2 separate regions of the Mus musculus genome follow, and region 2 is linked to region 1. Evidence: chromatin contacts called from public HiChIP or PLAC-seq data. All regions are on one chromosome and are shown on one strand. Each heading gives the region's core, a stretch centred on a gene start, on an enhancer-like site or on the middle of the called end of the contact. The rest is flanking DNA. Distances are from core to core; before and after follow the strand shown. Region 1 overlaps Mvb12b (multivesicular body subunit 12B). Region 2 has its middle 6.7 kb from the start of Gm39792.

Region 1 (7,523 bases), core at 3,344-5,843:
AATTCTTGATGATCCTCCTGCCTCAGCTTCCTGAGTGCTAGTGTGAGCCAGCAGCTTTTACTCTTTAAGATAGGGTCTCTCTATAGCCCTAGTTGGCCTGAAACTCACTATGTAGGCCACAGTGGCCTCAGATTCACAGAGATCTGCCTGCTTCTGCCTCCTGAGCACTGGGATTGAAAGGCATGCGCCACCACCAAACTCTGCATGCATATGTTGGTTTGTTAAAAGGCACATTCTAATTGGAAGAAGCAGAGAGTTGTGATACAAGAGTCACTGGCCCTTCTAGCGGCCCATGATCTCATGCCTTGCTAGATGGTATCAACACATTTCCCAACTGATGATTATGTCTGGTGGCACATGCTACTGATTCCAGCCTTCTCCACTGCCAGCATCCACCTTTGGGTGCCCAGTGTTGGAGCTGCAGAACCCAGGGAGCCCTGAGAGGGAGTAGGTAACAGGGACAGCAGTGTTATTTGGACCTCATAGGCCCAGCCTCCCATTTCCTCCTTTGGCTGTCACAGAAAATAAGTGATTATCAGAGAGCTCCCAGCAGCCCTTTGAGCAGTGTCCCAGCTGCCTGCAGCTAGCTGATATGCCTAGATAAGAAGGACCAAAGCCAAGTGGGATGCTCTCCCCTGGCTAGGGCTAGGCATAGGGCAGCAGCCTGCTGACAGTCCACTGTTTGTCAGGCACTGGTCTAAGCAAGTCACCTACCGCTTTTCACTGAAGGGTCCTGACAGTCAAATGACATGGGGAGCCCCCCCACCCCACCAAACCCACACCAGCTTAGATAACTGAACCTGAAGACAGCAGCAAACTTACTCCAGTCATTCAGTATGCTCAAAAACCCAGACCCCCTAGGCCCACTGCTGGGAAAATGCCTTCAGGACTTTTGACACACCTCAGGCAGGCTTATCTGGAACACAGAAGGGCCCAAGCAGACAGGGAGAGGCACATTAAAGACTGCCCAGCTATCACTGTGCTGAGGGAAAGCTGGGAGGGCCGGCTAAGTGTTGAAGGCTATAGATACAGGGACACTTGAGGCACATTTTGAGGCATGGCAGTGCTTGGGCTTTGCTTTGATGGCAGAGGTGTGAAACTGTACTATGGTTCAGTGTCTCCTCCAAAGCCCAGACTGGAGTGTGGCTGCCACTGAGCTGTGAGGCTGAAGAGGTGGGGCCTAAGAGGGTGCCTAGGCCAAACGGGTGCAGCCCTTGGAGAGGGACTCATGATGTTACTCTGGGTAGGTTGTTGTGGCAGGGGTGTTCATCTCATACATTTCCTCTGCACTTCCACACTCTGTGACATCTGCTACACTAATCCAACACAAGGAAGCCGTCATGGGAAATAGCTCCTCTATCTTGGGCTTCCCAGACTCAAGACCCCAGAGTCAAATGACTTCCATCGTTCATAAACGTCCAGTTTGTGGACGCTATAGCACAATACAGACTACAGCAGCTGAAAACAGACCGAGACATAGCAACACAAATCTTCATGCCAAACCATTTCCTTATTTTGTAAGACCTGAATCATCGGGGTGCTGAATGGCTTAAAAGATCTCTACGTCCAGGTGTGACCCAGGGTGTCCTCAGGCTTTTCAGAAGCCCAGAGAGGTGAATGCCAGGGAGATAATGGAAAGATCAAGCTCACTGAAACGATTCTGAACTCTGCCCTAGGGAGAGAAAGCACATTCGTCCATCCGAGGCCTGGATGTCCTTTTCCCTCACTCAGTTGCTTCTCACCACACATTTCTTCTCCCTAACTCCTCAGTGTAAGTCATCCATGGCCCCACAGTGCACACGGCAAAGCTCTGAGGAGATGAAGCTGCTGTCTGAGTTACAGATGAGGAAACCCAAGCACACATGCAGAACGGTCACAGGATGACATATGCCCAGGGCTGTGTCCAGGATATGTCAGAGGGAAAAGTGCTTATAAGAGAGCACATAAGAGAATATGTGCAGAGAGCTTTCATAAGGCCATAGAAAAGGCAAACACTCTAGTCCACAGGCAGGCTGCACACATCAACCAGCAATGGTACAGAGCCTCGCAAAGGGTGAGCAACCCCTGGCCTTGGCTAGTTATGGATCTCAGAGGGGCTCTGCCTAACAATCAATGCAAAGAGGTCCTAAGAACAGACAAAACCATCACTGCTGTGTGACAAGAGGGAAAACCAGAGCCCACTGAGAGAGGCCTCTGAGGGTAGAGGCACTTGCTGTCAAACCTGACAACCTGCGTTTGAGACCCACTTGGTATATGGAGAGAGCTGACTCCCACAAGTTGTCCTCGGACCTACACACACACACACACACACACACACTCTCACTCTCTCTCTCTCTCTCTCTCTCTCACACACACACACACACACACACACACACTCTCTCTCTCTCTCTCTCTCACACTCACACACACACACTCACACTCTCACACACACACACACTCTCTCTCTCTCTCTCACTCACTCACTCAAGGAGTTTAGAGGGAGAGGGAGAGGGAGAGGGGGAGGGGGGAGGGGTGCTCCACAGTGAGGTGACTTTGGTACCAAAGCCTGAGAACACACAATGTCCCAGGTGCTAGGAGTTCTGCTTGCAGGCAGACTCTGAGAACATGGTGAGTTGTCCCTTGTCCCTTCACTGAGGATGCCTGGCTTCTGAGGGCTGCTGAGGGAGAAGGGTCCCACAGACCACATGAGGCACATTCATCACAGGGAAGGACACATGATAAACACATAAATGAACAGGAGTTAATGCAATGCCTGACAGTACGTTTTTAGAAGGATAACTGACAGCAACTTGGAGAGAACGGGGAGGTGTGCTCTGCAGCAGCTCAGCCTGGCTTCTGGATGGGAAGAAAGTGACCTGGAGACCTGCAGGCAGGCAGGCAGGCAGGCAGCAGGCAGGCAGGCAGGCAGGCAGGCAGGCAGGCAGGCAGGCAGGGAGGGAGGGAGGGAGGCAGGCAGGCAGGCAGGCAGCAGGCAGGCAGCAGCAGGCAGGCAGGCAGGCAGGCAGGCAGCAGCAGGCAGGCAGGCAGGCAGGGAAGAATGGAGGAAGGGAGTCCCTCCTGGAGAAGATGGAGGAGCCAGGTGTGGGGACCAGTCTGTGTTTTCACTAGGGCTCTCTGTTCATAAAGACAAACAAGAGGAAGAAATTTCTTACAGGACAGAGACTGCTCACGGGGTCCAGTTTTGTGTTTTAACAGCTGTGGACAGAAGAGGAGCTAGAAACTAAAATGCAAAGCACTGTTTGGCTTTAACAGTGGAGGCTGAGGATATACAGAGATACACAAGGCTGGCTGGTGGCCACCTGCAGTGGCTCACTCAGCAGGGCAAGCGTGAGAACAGGAGTCTGGATCATCAGAAGCCAGGTAAAAGCCACAGAGATGTGGAACCCAGCCTGTTGCTCCAGCTCAGTGCATGGGAGGTGAGCTGGGGGAATCCCACAGCAAGCTGACTAGGCACAGGCCAAAATTGTGAGCCCCAGATTCTGTGAGAAACCCTGCTTCAATACATAAGGGGGAGAGCGATCAAAGAGGGCAGCAGAGCACATATGTATACACACTCATCCACACAGCACTCACACACAGAAACATGCAAACACACACACACACAAATTCATGCAAATAAATATATAACGACAGAGCATTTTAAACCGTTCCTTTGCTTTGCTAGTGTATGTCACTTTTTTTTTTTTTTGGTCAATGAACACTTACAGCTTTTATGGAAAAACAACAATTGTAAGCTTTACTTGATGAGGTGAGAAATTGAAAATCTGCTAGACTGCAACTTGAGAAAATCCTGTGAATGAACTGGGGCCCAGCTAAACATGTAGGATGCAGAGGGCCAGCTGAGGAGGAAGAGCAGTCTCCAGGGGACCTGCTCACACCTGCGGTTTCAGGAAGGCCCACCCACAACTCAAAGGTGAGTTTGGCAGACAGGGCAGTTGGAGGTGGAGGGGGGCAGGAAATTCTGCAGACATTCCAGGGGCAACTTCTGGCTGATGCTCTGAAGTTCAAAGGCTGCACAATGGCAGCTTGGCTCAGGCAGGCCTGCAGAAGCCTCACATCCTCTGTCAGACAAGGCTGAGCCGGCCTGAAGGCTGGGAGCTGAGGCGAGGCCCAGGTGAGATCAAGGGCAGGCTGTGCCCCTGGCTTGCATCATGGACTCCCGGCTGCTTTTGTGTCCATTCATAACTTTGATTTCTGCATGGAGAACTTAGGTCAGCCACAGGCCTTCTGCTGAAATGTCTAACATCTCTCAGAAATGAATGCCTGGCTCTGTCCTGAAGACTGGAGTTTCTGCCAGCCTCAGGGTGGGTTTCTCTCCCACAAGGCCCAGGACCCTCAGCCCTCCCATCCTTTGTGCCCTGGCTGCCTGCTCCCCTTGTTCTCTCCTCAGACATGTCTTCTCTACCCTGGCTCCTGCCAGCCCCTAACAGCTCCATGACAGAATGATCTTGTTGTCTGGGCTGCGGCGGAAGGACCCCCATCACACAGACCCTGTGAACTCAGCAGGCAGAACCAGGATTTCTGGAGTGAGTTGTAGCTGAGCTCAGGTCCTGACTCTGCTGCTCACAGACATTTCCCAGAGTCATACTGACTCATTCCACCCCATCAAAACGCGGAAATATGAATGAGTAGGCCCCATGGGATTATTGGTTAGGACCAAATAAAACACAGAAGATCACTTATCTACTACGAGATTCCCTGTCAGACCTGTTACAATACTGAAACAGACAGATAGGCAACATTGCAAGGGCATGGGCCCTGCTGGCCCTGAAACCTGGTATGATCACTGGAAATGGCAGGGTAGTTCCTCATGGTATCACCACAGGACTCAGCAGTTCCTCCTCTGAGTATATTCTCAAGAGAACTGAACACATGCACACACAACATGCTCATGAGGTAAGTCGCTGAACAGTGGAAACAACACAAATGTCCACTGTCAAACGGACATCGCGGAGTTACAGTGGAGTATCACTGGACCACGAGAAGGCAATGAAGCCCCAATATAACACGCCATAGAAGCACTATGCTAGGAAAAACAAGACAGTCACAAACCACACACTGTGGTTTGCTCTCCTACAATGTCCCAGAAGAGACAATCCTTAGAGATACAAAGGAAGGAAGTGGTCGCTGTCAGAGGGAGGGGAGCCAGGAACAAAGATCTATGATTAAATATTGGTAATTGTTGGGCAGCTCTGTGTATATTCTAAAATGGACTGAACAGTAATAAACCATAGAATATGAACTGTCAATAAAGCACTTAGCAGGAGACCTGGCACAGGGCACACACTCATCACCTCTGGCCCTCAATTCAAGGGTTCTATTTTATCCAGTGGATGCTTTCCCAAGCATCTAGCCCAAAGACTTAGTAATAATACGCACTCAGACATTTGCCAAATGGCAGAATTTTAAAACTGGAACATGGACAATGGCAAGATTGGTGTTTGGTATGGCAGAGGCCACCAGAGGCAGCTTTCCCCATGCAGAGCTTACGTGTCAGCTACAGTAGCCTCTCGGGCTGGGCAGAAGAGAAAGAAGCAGAGCCACAATCCCAGCAGAAACCCTGGAGGTGCAGCAGTGATCATGGCCCCGAGGAGGCCCTTCCTGGCAGGGAACTCAGGGACTAGGACTCAGGAGAGGAGAGGCTGCCAGAGAGAAAGGGCCTGGCCAGAAGTGTCTAGCTTTTACCACACCCAGGTGGCCAGGGCAGAGCTGGGCCCCAGGCCTCCACAGAGCTGTGGGAAATGGTCTGGTGGCCTAGAGAGGTCCTCACAGCTTATGAGCATGCAAAGGAGAACCAAAGGTGCTCTTGGTTCTGGAGCACCTGGGGACCCTAAGGGTGGAGGCAAAGACTACGCAATCAACAGCATAAAGACACTACTGTGGCCACCACAGAACAGGAACAACAAAATCAAGCAAAACTTGAAAACTTTCAGCAGAAAATAGATCTTTGCTTCAGCAGAAGGAATGATTAAAGAAGTAGACATGTGTACAAGGGTTCTGATTTATTTTATTCCTCTAAAATAAATTGGTGTTCTCGTGGGTGACAGATGACCACCTCAGGTGTCATCCCTCAGGCGCTTCCCCAGTTTTACTTTTGAAACAGGGTCTCTCGTTGTCCTGGAACTATCCAAGTAGGCCAGGCTGGATGAACAGTGAGCCTCGGGGATGTCCCTGTCTCTGTTTCCCTAATGCTAGGCTTAAATGGGCATAACCACCACACCCAGCTTTTTAAAACTTATTATCATTTTTTTTAAGATTTATTTATTTATTTTAATGGATATGAGTGATTTGTCTTCACAGACACCAGAAGAGGGCATCAGATCCCATTACAGATGGTTGTGAGCCACCATTTGGTTGCTGGGAATTTAATTCACGACCTCTGGAAGAGAAGTTAGTGATCTTAAAAACTGAGCCATCTCTCCAGCCCCTTTCAAAAAAATTTTAATAAGGTATTCTGGAGATCAAATTCAAGTCCTTATACTATCTATCCAGCTGTAAGAACAAAACCCTCAAACTACAAAGGACACATGTGCTGGCTGGTTTTATATTAATTTGACACAAGCTAGAGTTACTAGAAAGGAGGGACTCTCTATTGAGAAAATGCCTCCATAAGATCGGGCTGTGGGCAAGCCTGTAGGCCTTTTTCTTAATTAGTGATGGGGTGGGGGCAGCCCATTGTGGGTGGTGCCATCCCTGGCTGGTGGTCTTGATTTCTATAAGAAAGCAGGCTGAGCAGACCATGGGAAACAAGTCAGTAAGCAGCGCCCTTCCATGGTCTCTGGTCAGTTCCTGCTCCAGGTTCTCACCCTGTTTGAGTTCCTGTCCTGACTTCCTTCAGTAACGGACTACACACAGTATGGAAGTGTAAGCCAAGAAATCCCTCTCCTCCCTAGCTTGCTTTCGGTCATGGTGTTTCATCACAGCAATAGAACCCTAACCCAGACAGGATCTGTATCCAGCAGTACATAGCCCATGTGGGTGAACAGCCAAAATAAGAATATAGAGAACTCCTCAATTCAGGAAGATTAAAAAACAAGACTGGAGCTGGAGAGATGGCTCAGGAGTCAAGGGCACTGTTTTTCCAGAGGACCCAAGTTTAATTCCCAGCACCCACATGGCAGCTCACAACTCTGTAACTCCAGCTCCAGGGTAGCTGACATCCTCGAACAGACATGAACTTGGGCAAAACATCAGTGCACATAAAATAAATAAATCGTAAAAAGAAAGAAAGCTGGAGACGCCGTAGAAGAAAACAGCTCACCTCTGAAGAAAATGCAAATTCAAAATGGTTGTGACTTCTATTCACGGGAAATGTCTGACAAAGCTCTATGTCCACTGGAGGTCAGGCGAGTGGGCCTCTGTGTCAGAGTGGAGCCTGACCTGTCACATTACTTCAGAGGACTCCTCTCCACAGCCAGGCAGGAGCAAAGGATCCAGCATGACTACCACAAAACTGTTCCAGAAGAAACTGCAAGCAAACCCTGAGACTATGACTTCAGTGCTCTTCATGGCTGTGGGAAACT
Region 2 (7,523 bases), core at 2,288-4,787, 67 kb after region 1:
TAAGACAGGCTGCCATTGCTGATCACAGCTATGATCAACAAGTCACTCTCCTCCTCCTGAGTAGTGTCCTAGCCAACATTTCCCAGCCTTCCTGTCTAAGTCCCAGCCAATGGACTGTGAAGTAGAGTGACTTTAAGGCCTGTGGGAGGACATTCTGAGGTAACAGAACCACACAGGGGAAGGACCTAGGTCCTCGGTGACTGTGTGAGACAGAGCCACTGCTGTTGCCCCTAGTTGACTTTCAAAGTTAGGGGTGGATTCTGTTACAAGGCACTAAGACAGTAGGGGTGTCACAGTGTAGCAGTTAGCTTGTCTTGACTAGCCCACCATTTCTGCCACCCAGTGGTAGGGGGTGTATATGTCCCTGGTTCCTCTTTATCTTTCTGTCGGGTCAGAGGGCATTTTCTGGCCTTCTAAACTGACTTTTTTTTTCTTTAAAACTAACTTTTTAATGATATAAACAGTCCGCAACGCCCTCTCCCTTTTCGGTAAAAGATAAAAATTTGGAAGTATTAACAGTTAAGCTTAAATCCCATCTGAGTTCCTCTCACCCACTCCCAACACAGCAATGTTCCCTCCCCTCAGACTTAAGGCTGTTGTGGCTAAAGGTCTCCAATTTAAAACAGAGCCAATCCCTCCTAGCAGCGGGGGCTGTGGATCCTGAGGTGGCCTGGCCACTTCCTGTAGCCAGGCAGGAACCCCACTGGAGGGAGAGGGACACCAAACCACCTACAAAACGTTCGACCCAAAATTTATCCTGTTTATAAGAAATGCAGGGATAGGATGGAGCAGAGATTGAGGGAGTGGTCAACCAATAACTGGCCCAACTAGAGACCCATCCCATGGGCAAGCACCAATCCCTGACACTACTCATGATGTTCTGTTCTGTTTGCACATAGGAGCCTAGCATGGCTGTCCTCTGAGAGGCTCACCCAGCATCTGACTAAAACAGATGCAGAGACCCACAGCCAAACATTAATGAACCTCAGGGAGTGTTATTTCTGTAAGAGTTAGGGGAAGGATTGAGGGACCCAAAGAGGACAGGGACTCCATAGGAAGACCAATAGAGTCAACTAACCTGGACATGGGGGCTCCCTGAGGCTGATCCACCAACCAAAGAGCAAACATGGGCTGGACCTAGGCACCTTGCACATATGTAACAGATGTGTAGCTTGGTCTTCATGCTGGTCCTCCAATAACTGGAGCAGGAGCTGTCCCTGACTCTGTTGCCTGCCTGTGGATGCCTCCTCCCCCCCACTCTGGGCTGCCTTGTCTGGCCTCAGTGGGAGAGGATGCCCCTAGTCCTGCAGTGACTTGATTCGCCAGGGTCAGGGTGGGTATAATACCTACAGGGGGCCTCCCCTTTCTCAAAGGACAAGAGGGGGGAGGAATGGGGAAGGATCTGCATGAGGGATTACTGGGAGGAGAGGTGGGGCTGACATTGGAATGTAAAGTGAATAAATAAATTAAAAAAAATAAAGGTATCTGCATTATAGTTTCTCAACAAACAAACAAAAACAAAGCAGAGGCACTCATATCAGACTTGGCAAACATAGCTGTTAAGAGCCACAAAGGAAGATCTGTCACACAGGGGTCACAGATGGCAGCAATGACCACAGGACAACTTTCCAAACCTCAACTTACTACAACAACCACAGGAGGAGAGCTGGGAGTGCAGGGACAGCTAGCTGAATCTGTACGAACACTCTCCAATGCTGACAGTGTGAAACACACAAGTCATCACCATAGCCCACAGGCTTCCCCGGCAGCTGCTGTCACTCCAGAGTTTACCAGCTCCCAGCATCAGCATCTAAACAACCCATGACGCTGTTCTCTTTCCCAATAAACCCCCAACCTCTCTGATTTACCTGTTTGCTTGCCTGCTTATTCTAAGACGGAGTCTCATGTAGCCCAGGCTGGCCTCAGGCTTACTATGTACCAGGCTGGCCTTGAACTACTGACCACTCCCACCTCTGTCTCCTAGTTGCTGAGATTGCAGACTGTGCCACTATGCCCAACCCCAATCCCAGCCTGTTCTTTTGTTCTTTGGACATACCAGCAGGCACCCTGATTTGATATGTATGTTCCAAGTATGTTCAATGTAATATTCTTTGTATATTCCCAAATAAATCCTTTGTTTGGAGACATATCAATGATTTCATGTTGAAATCAGTCTTATTTCCATTTGAATTGTCTTTTTAAGTATTTTTTTAACATAAATATATGGTTTCTGACTATCTCTCTTGTCCCTACCTAGCTTAGTGTTCCTTTGGAGTGAAGAGACACCATGACCAACCCACCTCTTATAAATGACATTTAGTTGGGGCTGGCTTACAGGTTCTGAGGTTCAGTCCATTATCATCACAGCAGGAAGCATGGCAGCATGCAGGCAGGCGTGGCACAGAAATAGCTGAGAGTTCTACATCTTGTTCTGAAGGCAAACAGAAGACTGAGTTCCTCAGGCAGCTAGGAGGAGGTTCTCTTCCTCAATGGGTGGAGCCTGAGCACAGGAGATCTCCAAAGCCCACTGCCACAGTGACACACTTCCTCCAACAAGTCCATACCTCCTAGCAATACAACTCTCTATAGGCCAAGTGTATTCAAACCATCACACTACCTATAAAGTGTGTGTGTGTGTGTGTATGTATGTATGTATGTATGTATGTGTGTGTGTGTATGTGTGTATGTGAATGTGTATGGTGTGTGTGAATGGGTGTGTATGTGTGTGTGTGTGTTTATGTGTGTGTGTATGTATGTGTGTGTGTGGATGCATGTGTATGTGTGTGTATGTTTATATGTGTGTGAATGTGCGTGTGAATGTGTGTATGAATGTGTGTGTGGTGTATGTGTGTGTGTATGTGTGTGAATGTGTGTGTGGTGTGTGTGTGTGTATGTGTGTGTGAATGTGTGTGTGGTGTGTTTATGTGTGTGTTTATGTGTGTGTGTATGTGTTTGTTTATGTGCGTGTATGTGTGTGTTTATGTGTGTGTGTATGTATGTGTGTATGTTTGTATGTGTGTGTGTGAATGTGTGTGTTTATGTGTGTGGTGTGTGTGTGTGTGAATGTGTGTGTGTATGTGTGTGTGTGTGTGTGTGTGTACCTCTGGGTTCACATGCACATGTGGGTTGTATGTAGAGGCCAGTGTTTGATCTCTCTCTTTCCACCTTCTTTTTCTGAGGCGAGGTCACTGAAGCTGGTCTTCATTGGTTGGCTAATGTAGCTGGCCAGTGAAGTCATCCTGTTTCCTGTCTTGACACGAGCACTGAGGTTACAGGCATGTGCCACCACTCCCAGCTTTACACCGGTGCTGGGGATCTGCAACAGTACTTTTTGGCTACTTTATTGGGTTCTTATATCTACCACCCTTCTCTACCCTGATCCCTTCCAACCCTCCAACACTAGGTAGGCAAGAAAGAAGGTTATGGGGGATGGGAGAGGAAGGGGTATAGATCTCTTTAGACTACCTCCTACTGATTAGGGGCATCTAGTTTCTTGGAGCAAATCCAATATTCACCTGGCAGGGGATCTCCAGCCAACAGCCAGCAATAGCAGCAGCAGCAGCAGCAGCAGCAGCAGCATTAGCAGGAACCAGCACTGACAGCCACCACCACAGTGTCTCTTAGGACTCTGGCACTTTTATAACCTCTCAAGGGTCCCCAGGATTCCAAACATAAACAGTCTTCAGCTGGCAAAATCACACCTCTGCCAGAGCATGAGACAACTCATAGTTCGTGGCTGTGGACAATCTGAAGCAGCCCCATAGCTCACATCTGGTATCAAAACGAAAACACACTCACGTAACACTTCTGTGTTTCAGAAGAAAGCAAATCCTCACTTTCAGGGATCCAAACACAGACCCTCACGTTTGCAGAGCAGGCAATGTTTCCTCTGGAGGTGCCCTGCCAGACACCCTGTTCAGCCTCTGTTTTACTTCCTGTCTCATCGGCTCAACAGCACCTCTGCCTAAGAACTCAAGAGACTTGCTTTGGTCTCCTAAATGGCAGCCCACGTCTATTTTGGCTTATTCGATGTATCCCCGATTAGTGGATATTTAGGGTTTCATTCTCTGTTTATTATGAATTACAAAAGGAAATGTAAAGGTAGTTTTTATTCTTGTGTATGTTTGCATGTGTGTTTGTGATGTGTGTGTGTCCACAGAGGCCAGAAGAGGGCACTGGATTCCCTGGAACTGCAGTTAACACTTGATGAGCCATTTGATGCTGGGACCCAACCAGGTCCCCTAGCATGACCACAAGAACCCTGGGGCCACTGAGTTGCCTCGCCAGTCCCAGGCTTTCTCTCTATGGACAGCACCCTCATAGGGGCCCCCATGCAAATGCCCTCTCTAGAAAAGAGATTGGCAATTTGATTTTTATTTATTTATTTTGTCCTTCAAATTTGTTGTATGGATTTGCATTATTGCCAATAGTATTTGAGAGTCCCTACTTCTGTGCACCCTCACGAACATTTAATGTCAAACCTTAATTTTTTTAAAACCAAGCTGACGAGTAAAATATGTTTCGTGGTAGCTTAATGGTTTAGTCCCTTGATTGCTACTGAAAATGAACATTCTTCAAGTTTATTGGCCATTTGAACTTCCTTTTCTATAAATCGACTTTTTCTTTTTTTATCATTTGCTGGGTGTTCTATTGGGCCATTTGTCTTTTTCTTATTGATTTGTTAGAATTCTTTATATATTCTGGATGCTAATCCCTTATCTGCAATATAAATTGCAAATATTTTCTCCCTGGAGATAGCTGTTTCTAGCTTGTTTATGGTGTGTCTTGTCACACTGAAGTTTTACATGGTAGCCGAGCACATCTATCAACTGCTTCTTTTACTCTGCTTGCCTTGGGTCCTGCTGGTTTCAGCTGTGACGTGGTGGGCCAAGTTAAACTGTCAGGAACACAAGCCCTGGGGACCGGGGAGCTTTTCTGACTCCCTCCTCAAGACATCAGCTTGAGGGGCAGTGGGGGCAGACGCGGGGAGCAGATGCTGAGAGGGAGAAGGAAGGCATCTGTCTTTCAGTGGGGAGCCAGGAGTAGTACTTCAGTGCTGGTGAGGCCAGGCACACAGCTTCCGTTCCAAGCCCTTCTGTTTTTCATGTATCGTCAACTGCTTTCTCACATTTCAGTTTTATTGGATTCTTTAATTAATATATATATATATATATATATTACACTACTTGTGCATATTTGTGAGCATATACACCATGAAGCATGGTGGAGAGGTCAGAGGACAACTTGAGAGAGTCAGTGCTCTTCTTCTGTCACATAAGTCCCAGGGATCGAACTCAGGTTCTCAGGCTTGGCAGCAAGCGCCTTTACCTGATGGACCACAGTTTTCATCGAATTCTTCACCAACCAAATGCTCCTGGGTTTTTGCTTTTTCTTCCGCCATTCAGTTCGGTTCTTTGGCTTTCAAAGCAGGGGAAAGGAACAATTGGGGCATTATTCACAGTCGGCCTGTGTGCTCAGCTGTTTGCCGGCCCTCTTACCAGTCAGGATCAGCCAGGCTGAGCCGTAGGAACAAAGACTGCCAAAGTTCCAGGGACTCGCAACGCCAACGTCTATGTCTCCCTTGTGCTCTGTGTTCAGAGTGAGCTAAGCTTGGCAGCCTGAGCTTTGTCGCTTTGTTTTTCTTCCAGGATCCATACCAGAACTTATTTTGGGGGGTGGGGGTGGGGGGTCTGGAACATGTTGTTTCAATAGGAAAAGGGATGTGGCAAGCACAGCCTGGCTCTCACAGTCGCCATTTACTGAGACATGCCACTTCCAGTCACATTTCATTGGCCAAAAATAGTTTGTGGGGTTAACATTGACTTTACAGGACTGGGGCAAGAGTGACTGACAGCATCATCTAGGGGGCTCTGTTCTTTTGGCCATTTCTGTCTCCTAGGTATAGAACATGCTCGTCTTTAGGCAAACAATCCAATGTTCTAATCAGCTACTAGTCAGGCTCATGCTTAAAGTTCACCACTTCGTATAATGAATGGGATGCCCTTATCAGAGAAGAGAGCGCTTGAGTTCTCAATTTCTCTTTATGCTTTTCTCTGACTCTCTGTTTCTCTGTCTTTGTCTCTCTCTGTCTGTCTCTGTCTCTCTCTCTGTTTCTCTCTGTGCCTCTGTCTCTGTGTCTCTCTCTGTCTCTGTGTGTCTCTGTCTCTGTCTCTCTCTCTCTGTATAACATGCACGTGTGTATCCTTGCACGTGGAAGCCAGAGGTCAGCCTCAGGCATTGTTCTGCTGGAGTGGTTCACCTTATTTGTTTAGTGAAAGAGATATTTGAGTTATTCAAGTCTGAGCTTGGCCACATGGGCTAGAGATTGTGCCGCTCACAGAAGGGCATCCCCCATTTTCAAAACATCAAACTGTCTCTGGGTTTTCCAGGGACCATAGATGGAAGATCCCCATATATGGGATTCTGTGTTCCCCTGTAGAGAAGTACTTTAAAGGATTTATAGGACAAAAACTTGACTTGATGATGATGATGATGAATGTCTTAATTCTCCTTTGAGTCGCCCGGTGTGTCCCTGCTAACACAGGAACATGGATAATCCCACAGTTCCTGCATCTCCTCACAGTGCCACTCCATCTGGGGTGATGAGCTCACAGATGGAGTCTCCTTACAGTGAATCCTCAACTCTCTATGGCCCCTAGCATCAGCCAAGATAACTCACAGCTGGAATGGGGCAGGAAGGAGTCCACGTTGGTTTTTGAGTCTGGTCTGTCTTTGGACTTGGGGCTCACCCTTTAGGTTAGGCTGGCTAGCCAGTGAGCTTTGGGAATCTGTCTCTACCTCAGTTCAAAGTACTATGAGGCAAAGTGACTTAAGTGTTGTTCACAGGCCTGCTGTACCGTGGTAAATGAGACTGCATAGTTAGGAGAGGCGCATGGAAGCTGCTGCCCTGTAGAGAGGCTGAGATAGTATGGATTTCATCAGCTCCTTCTCCTGGGTAAAGGAACTTCCCTTGATTTAGCCAGCTGCTTCCTTCTTCCCAGGAAAGGGAGGGCCCAGTCTAATGTTTCCTATTGTTTCCATTGTGTCTAAGGCAGAACCACGTAGAAATTCGTCTGGGGGCTGGAAATTGCTGAACACTAGCAATTTCCCACTGGCCAGTTCAGAAGCTGAGCAGGTGTCTCAGCATTTTCTTCTATCTTTAAAACACAGGAGCTCTCAGATTCCTGACCTCACACAAGTCCCAGCACCCACGGAGAAGCGCACAACTTCCTGCAGCTTTAGCTCTCGGGGAATCTGATGCCCTCTTCTGGCCTCTATCGGTACTGCACACATGTACAGACTGTATAAGTCAGGTCCATGCACTACATATTAAATAAAGAAAACAGAGGCCCAAGGGTAGCCTTAAGTCTTGAGAAATCAGAATATCTGTTTGTATTAGTAAGGGGAACATTGTGAATGGTAAGACATTCTATCACATGTTATCATTCAATTCACTTTTTTTTTTGTAATAGTCTCTATTTCAAGGGTAAGGAAATCATATTCACAGAGGCTAAGTTCCTATC

The links. HiChIP or PLAC-seq counts read pairs in DNA pulled down with a chosen protein or histone mark.
Region 2: an H3K27ac HiChIP or PLAC-seq map of the HPC-7 cell line shows a contact between it and region 1, with 6 times the contacts expected there. The contact joins two enhancer-like sites. A contact is called at or near these places in 5 of 484 Hi-C or Micro-C datasets (CD4 T cells, group 2 innate lymphoid cells, nephron progenitors and 2 more), 1 of 115 datasets of contacts at active chromatin or transcription factors (the HPC-7 cell line) and 1 of 9 other capture datasets (liver).

Annotation. Positions count from the first base shown.
Region 1 is chr2:33,842,793-33,850,315 of GRCm38.p6, forward strand. The region is part of intron 2 of Mvb12b (multivesicular body subunit 12B); the gene reads right to left. Among named protein-coding and RNA genes, the nearest start is that of Nron, 41 kb to the left of the region's middle. Within about 2 kb of position 4,594, at least 76 of the 459 cell types and tissues checked have an H3K27ac peak or open chromatin away from gene starts, as enhancers often do. A contact at or near this core is called in the HPC-7 cell line, where this site is marked.
Region 2 is chr2:33,911,289-33,918,811 of GRCm38.p6, forward strand. No RefSeq gene overlaps it. Among named protein-coding and RNA genes, the nearest start is that of Gm39792, 6.7 kb to the left of the region's middle. Within about 2 kb of position 3,538, at least 28 of the 459 cell types and tissues checked have an H3K27ac peak or open chromatin away from gene starts, as enhancers often do. A contact at or near this core is called in the HPC-7 cell line, where this site is marked.